Linked DNA regions of Pan troglodytes: region 1 is linked to region 2. Evidence: chromatin contacts called from public Hi-C data. All regions are on one chromosome and are shown on one strand. Each heading gives the region's core, a stretch centred on a gene start, on an enhancer-like site or on the middle of the called end of the contact. The rest is flanking DNA. Distances are from core to core; before and after follow the strand shown. Region 1 holds the start of ZSWIM6 (zinc finger SWIM-type containing 6). Region 2 overlaps ZSWIM6 (zinc finger SWIM-type containing 6).

Region 1 (3,184 bases), core at 457-2,956, 190 kb after region 2:
TCGTGCCGGGCTACCGCGCCGCGGGGACGCGGGAGCGGCCGCCGAGCCCTCTGCCTCGCGCTCCTGCAGCCCGCTCGCCCCTTTGGCTGCGAGCGGCAAATCCGCAACTGCCGACCGCGGCTCGCCCGGGGCACCACGACCTGACCACACAGCGCAAACAAAACTCGGGCGGCGGGACACAAGGGCTGCGCCGCGGCCCGCACAGGGGTGTCTGGAGGCAGCTTCAAAGAAAAGGGAAGCGCTAGCAGCTCCTCCTCGGACTCGCGCCCTTTAATTAGTGAGCGTCCTACGGGCGAGATGTCCCTCCGGAGACGGAGTCCGGTCCGCCGCCACCTCTCCTCTGCGCCGCTTGGAGACTGAGGAGGCGCAAAGAAAAGGACATTTAAACCCCGGGCGGCCAGTGGAGCTCGCCCGGGCCAGACGCCACAGCGACCCGGGAGCGCCGCGGCCGCTCGCCCGTCGGAGCCCTAGGAGGAGCGGCGGCCGAGCGGCTTTAAGTGTATTCCCCTCCCCTCAAATCGCGTGGGGCGGGGGCCAGAAAGAAAAAGGAGCGAGCGACAGGCAGTGGGAGAGGGGGGGAGCGCCGAACGGCCGGGCCGCGGCCGGCATTGTCTGCGGCCCGCGCCCCCTCCCCCGCCCCGCACAGCCCCGCCACACACACCCTCGCGGGAGGCCGGCCGTCCGCCCGCGCCTTTGTCCACATCCACCCCCGAAACCGGCGAACAGCCCTCCAGGATGTGCTCCCCGGAGGAGGGCGGGGAGGGGAGCGCGGGCCGGGGGCGCGGAGCCCACGGAGGGGCGCGTCCTGCTGATTCATTTCCCACTCGCGCTGGCCCGTCCGGGGCGACGGGGGGCAGGGAAGGGAGGGAGGAAATGGGCGCTCCGCTCAGGAGGACCGTCCGGGCCAGGGAGGACACCCGCAGGGGTGCGGGCGCGCGCGGAACTAGGGGCTGTCCGCAGGAGAGAAGCGGGCACCCCCCCCCCAATCCAGGGACTGACGGACGGACAGACGGCTCCCGGCTGCCCCGTGACTCACCGACTTGCAGGACGTTGTCTACGCAGCCGCTTTCCAACAGCGCGATGCCCCGGCGGAAAGGCAGCCGCGTCTCGTCGCCGCCGTCCGCCGCCCCGGCAGCCCCCACCGACGGGGCCCCGGCCCCCGCGGCGGCGGCGGCGGCGGCGGCGGCGGCAGCGGCGGCGGCGGCCGAGGTTGCGGCCAGGGAAGACGAGGAGCCGCCGCCGCCCGCGCCGCCGCCCGCGCCGCCGGGGCCGCCGCTGTCGTCGCCGGGGCCGCCCGCGGCGCCGCCGCTGGTGTTGAAGGACGAGTACATGCAGATCTCCCGCTCGCTGCGGGGGAAGGACCAATAGACTATGCGGCGCTGCACCGGCTCCGGGATGCGCTCAAAGCGCTCCTCCACGCGCTGGAACGGCCACTTCTCCGCCACCCTGCGCGCCGCGATGTCCAGCAGCGACTCGGGGCTCTGGGTCTTGCCCGGCGGCAGCAACCCCAGCGCCGCGCCGCCCCCGCACGCCGCCGCCGCCGCCGCGCCACCCGCCCGCGGGCCCGGCCGACAGGCAGAGCTGTAGCCGCCACCCGCGCCGCCGCCGCCGCTGCTGCCCCCGCCGCCGCCGCCGCCCGGCCGGCAGCAAAGCCGTTTCGCGGGAGGAGGCTGCTGTCCGCGCTCCGCCATGACCGCGCCGCTTCTAACCCGACAGCGGAAGTGCCGGGACCCTATAAACGGCACTAGGAAGCGCGACACGCACACGCCGTCGCGACGCCACGATGCCATCTAGGGCCCGCCGCTCCTTGTATGGGCACAAGAGGTGGGGCCTCCGCTGTGACGCAGAGGCTGGGGCGGGGCTCCGATGGGGGAACCTAGGGCCGGGGGCGGGGCCTATGCAAATCGCTGGGCTGAAACATAAATAGAGCGCCTGGCGGACACGGGGGTGGCGGGGGCGGGCCGTTTTGGTGCCTGGTGGGTTGTGAGAATGTCAGGCTGCTGTGACGCGGGGGAGGGCGGGGTCAGGTGGGGTTCCCGTGGGAGGGGGCGGGCCGCCGGGCCGGGCCTGAGGTGGGTGGGTCTCTGCGCCCCCTGCCTACCCCACTTCCCCCTCCAGTTCTCAGCTTCTCTTTGAAGTCCGAGAAGTGAGGATGCGCCTCGTGGATCGCAGCGGGGGAGGAAAGGGGAGAAGAGGGGGTGAGCGAAGGGGAGGGTTCTGAGCTAAATGGAGGGCGGGGCCCACGGGCCGATGCCCCACCCCCCCGTCCCCCTGCCCTTCGGGGGAAAAGCCTCTGGGCGGAGGAGGCGCTTTCAAAACAAAGAAATGCGGCATGGAGCCCGGGGGACGCGGGTGGAGAGGAAGGCGGAGGAGGCGCGGCCAAACCCGAGCGCCTGCCAGCTTCCCCTCCAGCCGGTCCAGGGGAGCTCTCCCCACCACCCGCCGAAGCTGCGGCGGGGAAGGGGGAGGATGGCTGCGTTCGGCGGCGGCTTTCCACTTCACTTTTGCAGACCTGGTGTGGAAGGAGCGCGCCCGCTCTGCTACCCCGCATGGCTGCAGTGCGCCCATCCCCGAGCTCCGCGTCCGTTCTTTCCCGGCTGCAGGGCTGTGCCCGAAAACACGCAGAGCGCTCGGAACGTGCCCAGCAGCCGCGCGACCCGCGTCCGGAGCCGGCTGCCACCGTCCCGCCCTCGCTGCCTCAGCCCCTCGGGCCAGGAAACCGACCTGCCCGCTAGGAGTCGAGGAGCTCCGGCCGCCCTTGTCGCCCCCGCGGCCGCGCGGACAAGGCCCCGCTCCAGGCCGGGGTTTCTCCCGCTCGGGGTGGAACGCAGCCCGGGCTGTGGGGTTAGCAGACACACCTTTGTGAGTACACACGCCGCAGGGCGCGCGCAAGCTCCACGGGCGCGCGCACACATCGCCCAGCAGGCGGCAGACGGCGTGCCAGGCGGCGGACGGCGGCTTCGGGCGCACTTGGGTCTGCGGCCCGGCTCCCACCCCGGCGCCCGGCTGCGCGGCGCTCGGGACGCGCGCCGCGCTCTCAGTCGCCTTGGCGGCGCCCGCAGGGCCAGTCCCCTCGGGTCCGGGCGGTGTAGGGGTGGACCAGGGAGAGCGAGCGCAGAGTGCAGCTCGCTGGTGCCTGGACGCGGGCGAAGGCGGAGAAGCGAGTCCCTCTCTGAACCTGGAG
Region 2 (2,999 bases), core at 407-2,906:
TAAAGGTTACAGAATTATCTCAAAGACAATCAAAGGAGTCTAAGTTAACATATTCTGTAACTTACCTAAATGTAAACATGTTTAGGAACATTAGTTAGTTAGGAACTAACATTTTTACACTTTCCTTTTTTATTACAACATTTTAAACAAATTTTAAAAATCAACATTTATTCATAAAACGTATAATATGATTTTTTTAAAAAATCAGATGATCATCACGAACTGGCTCTCTTTTTGCACAGTATAACAAGTCCTGCACTCTTTGTTTGAATATTATCCTTTATACTATTCAGAAATAAATTCCTTTCACCATAGGCTGTGTATGTGTTGGAGGAAGGATTTCAGAAAAATTTTCCAAAGTACCTAGCAATGTATTTTGCACACACCAGTGATGATATGAAGAACATCATGAACTGGACAAAGTCACGACAATCGGGGCTCTCACATTCCAATCCCATCTGAGCTTCCCTCTTCCTTTGGTTCAACTGTAACTTTTGACTTTTTTTCACTGTTAAAAGTTACAACAGACACTTGCTCCAACCTCTAGCCTTTTAATAATTTTTAGTTATACTCTAGTATGTGTATAATCACCCAAGCATTAAAAACAAAAATATAACCAAAACAACAACAAAAACAAAAACCCAGCAACTAAAACTATCCCTCTTAATGAAAAATAAAATCACAGAGTGAAAACGAACCTGCTAAAGAAACATAAAAATAAAATTTATACCTATAGAAGGAACAAGATGTACATGGATTAATCAGAAAAAGCATATACATTTCTTTATCTGATCAGGGTCTTATGCATGTAATTCAACCCTTTGCAATTACTATTACTCAGTAATAGTTATTCAAAATTTAAAAGATTAATAAACTGAGATAAAGAGAAGTTAAATGTGTTCTTTCAGCTGACAGCTCATCAAATGTCATTTACAGAATTTGAAAAATCCAGTTCTGTTCTGGTCACTTTAAGTAAATACAGTAACATGTCCTGATGTACAAATTATTACAGCTAAAAAGTTTTAGAATGCTTACACATTGTGCCAAGCTTTGCTTTAAGTGCTTTACAGAAATTAACTTGGTTTAATCTTCTCAACAACTCTAAGAGATAGGCCCTCTAACTGAGCCTCATTGCACAGAAGAGAATTCAAAATCACAGAGACGTCAACTGATTGCCTAAGGCACCCATTTGGGACGTTAGGATTGCCGGGATTCAAGCACAGGCTGTGTCCTTATTGTTAGAATTAAAATGCACTTCCACAAAATAAGGCATTTAGCTAACATGCATTTTAAATAATTTAGACATACTAAATAGTCATTAAAACAATAAAGAAAATTATCCCCCTTAAAAAAGTAACTAACCTGAGAGATTAAAAAAAAAAAATCTTTGCTTACAACATTCAACTAAGAAAAAGATGCCCCAAATTTCTCACAGATCAGCCATTATTTTAAATGAATGGCGAGTAAAGCCATCATCTATGGTTTTAGTTCTAAAAGCCATCTCTCCCAGAACACAAAACCTAGTAATGTCATCACTAAGAATCCCATTCCAATGGAAACAAACTCCTTCACATTCACCTTTTTTTTGGGTTCGGAACATTTCCAACTGTTTCTGCTGCTGTCGTCTTAATGTATTAACAATAGCTATTGCTAGTCTCAGTGCTTCTCTGGGGTACCCATGAGAACGTAATGCGTCCACTCTTGCACAGGCTGTAGGAACATGTTCTAAAACAGAAAGTCAAGGGGGTAAAGTTGCCACTGTCAGATATATCCATAAAAAAAGAATTTAATAGTAAGATGTTTTTCCCAAAATACTATTAAAAAGACACAAGAAACCATTCCTGAACTTGGATTTGAATGAAAATCTCAGCTCCTATTGCCAAGCATTCATCCATCTCCCATTGAATCCTTCAATTCTCCACCTCCCATTCCAGTAATGCTATAGAAACTAAACAAAGAAGTAAGTCATGGAAATGTCTTTCCGGTTTGGTCACTTACCATGCCAGAGGGGCCACCCGCGGGAGTCGAAGAGGGAGTTTTCAGTGTCGTCATGGTAACAGTAGTTGGTGTATAGGTCACTGCTGATAATGTGCTGCAAGTGGCTATCCTGCCAGTGGAGATCACATGCCTCGATGGCTCGGGTGAACACTGTCCGATGTGGCCTGTTCGATGAATCTGTTTTTTCCACAATTCAGAAAGCCGTGTCAGCTATTATTCACATGTGAATAAATCAGTCATACCATTCTGTGGCCAGATGTTCATGAACACACCCACACACATTGTCCTGCACCCCCTAAGCAGAAGGGTGAAGGGTGAATACTCTCACATTCTAAGTACTAAGAGGCAGGTCAGCCCAAGAGCCACCATTCACTCACTTGTTTATCAAACACAAACATTCTGCAGCCATTAAAGCTAAGGTTAAAGGCGTCCTGCAAAAAGAATTGTCAAGTCTAGTTTCCATGCCAGATACACTCAAAGGAGCCACTCGGCACAAAAGTCACAGGAAAACTCACTGCTCCCCACTTCTGAGGTGCTGTGGTGGGCTGCCCTTATGGGATCAACAGCTCTCACAAACACTATGCAAGAGATGCGACACCAGCCATGGAACCTTTCAGGATTATGCAGTCAGCCTTTAAAGATATGCATAAGGGTTGTGCTTTTGGTTGTATTTTTTAACTATATTGTGCGGTTTTGCACAATTAAAACTATTATGCTTCTTGGGATATAATGCTTAAATATCACTTTATATCCCAAAGGGCATAAATGCATATATTTAACATTTCACAAAGCCACACAACATAGCTACAAAACAAACCAGCGCACTTACCTTGCCCCTACAGGCTGCCTCCTGACTCCTGGGCAGGTTCCATGACTGGTGTGATGTCCCCAGCATAGTGTATGCCAGGGCATCACAAAAGAGCAGAGCCATACACTCCGAAGAGGGTTCAAGTTTCAGGACCTGACGGAGAAAAGAAATGTTTGGGGAATAAAGGATATTC

What was found. A called contact is a pair of places that touch in the nucleus more often than the background predicts.
Region 1: a contact with region 2 is called in a Hi-C map of stem cell-derived neural progenitor cells, with 2.4 times the contacts expected there. The contact joins the promoter of ZSWIM6 here to the enhancer-like site in region 2. A contact is called at or near these places in 1 of 7 Hi-C or Micro-C datasets (stem cell-derived neural progenitor cells) and 1 of 1 datasets of contacts at active chromatin or transcription factors (stem cell-derived excitatory neurons).

The regions. Positions count from the first base shown.
Region 1 is chr4:53,282,788-53,285,971 of NHGRI_mPanTro3-v2.0_pri, forward strand. It overlaps ZSWIM6 (zinc finger SWIM-type containing 6), which reads right to left and starts at 1,707. Exons shown (of 14, transcript XM_024353416.3): 1 at 1,037-1,707. The coding sequence starts at 1,691. LOC134810077 (a long non-coding RNA gene) reads left to right here and starts at 2,069. Exons shown (of 2, transcript XR_010157231.1): 1 at 2,069-2,198.
Region 2 is chr4:53,091,540-53,094,538 of NHGRI_mPanTro3-v2.0_pri, forward strand. It overlaps ZSWIM6 (zinc finger SWIM-type containing 6), which reads right to left. Exons shown (of 14, transcript XM_024353416.3): 6 at 1,999-2,175; 7 at 1,579-1,725. Among named protein-coding and RNA genes, the nearest start is that of ZSWIM6, 190 kb to the right of the region's middle. Within about 2 kb of position 1,657, at least 5 of the 24 cell types and tissues checked have an H3K27ac peak or open chromatin away from gene starts, as enhancers often do. A contact at or near this core is called in stem cell-derived neural progenitor cells, where this site is marked.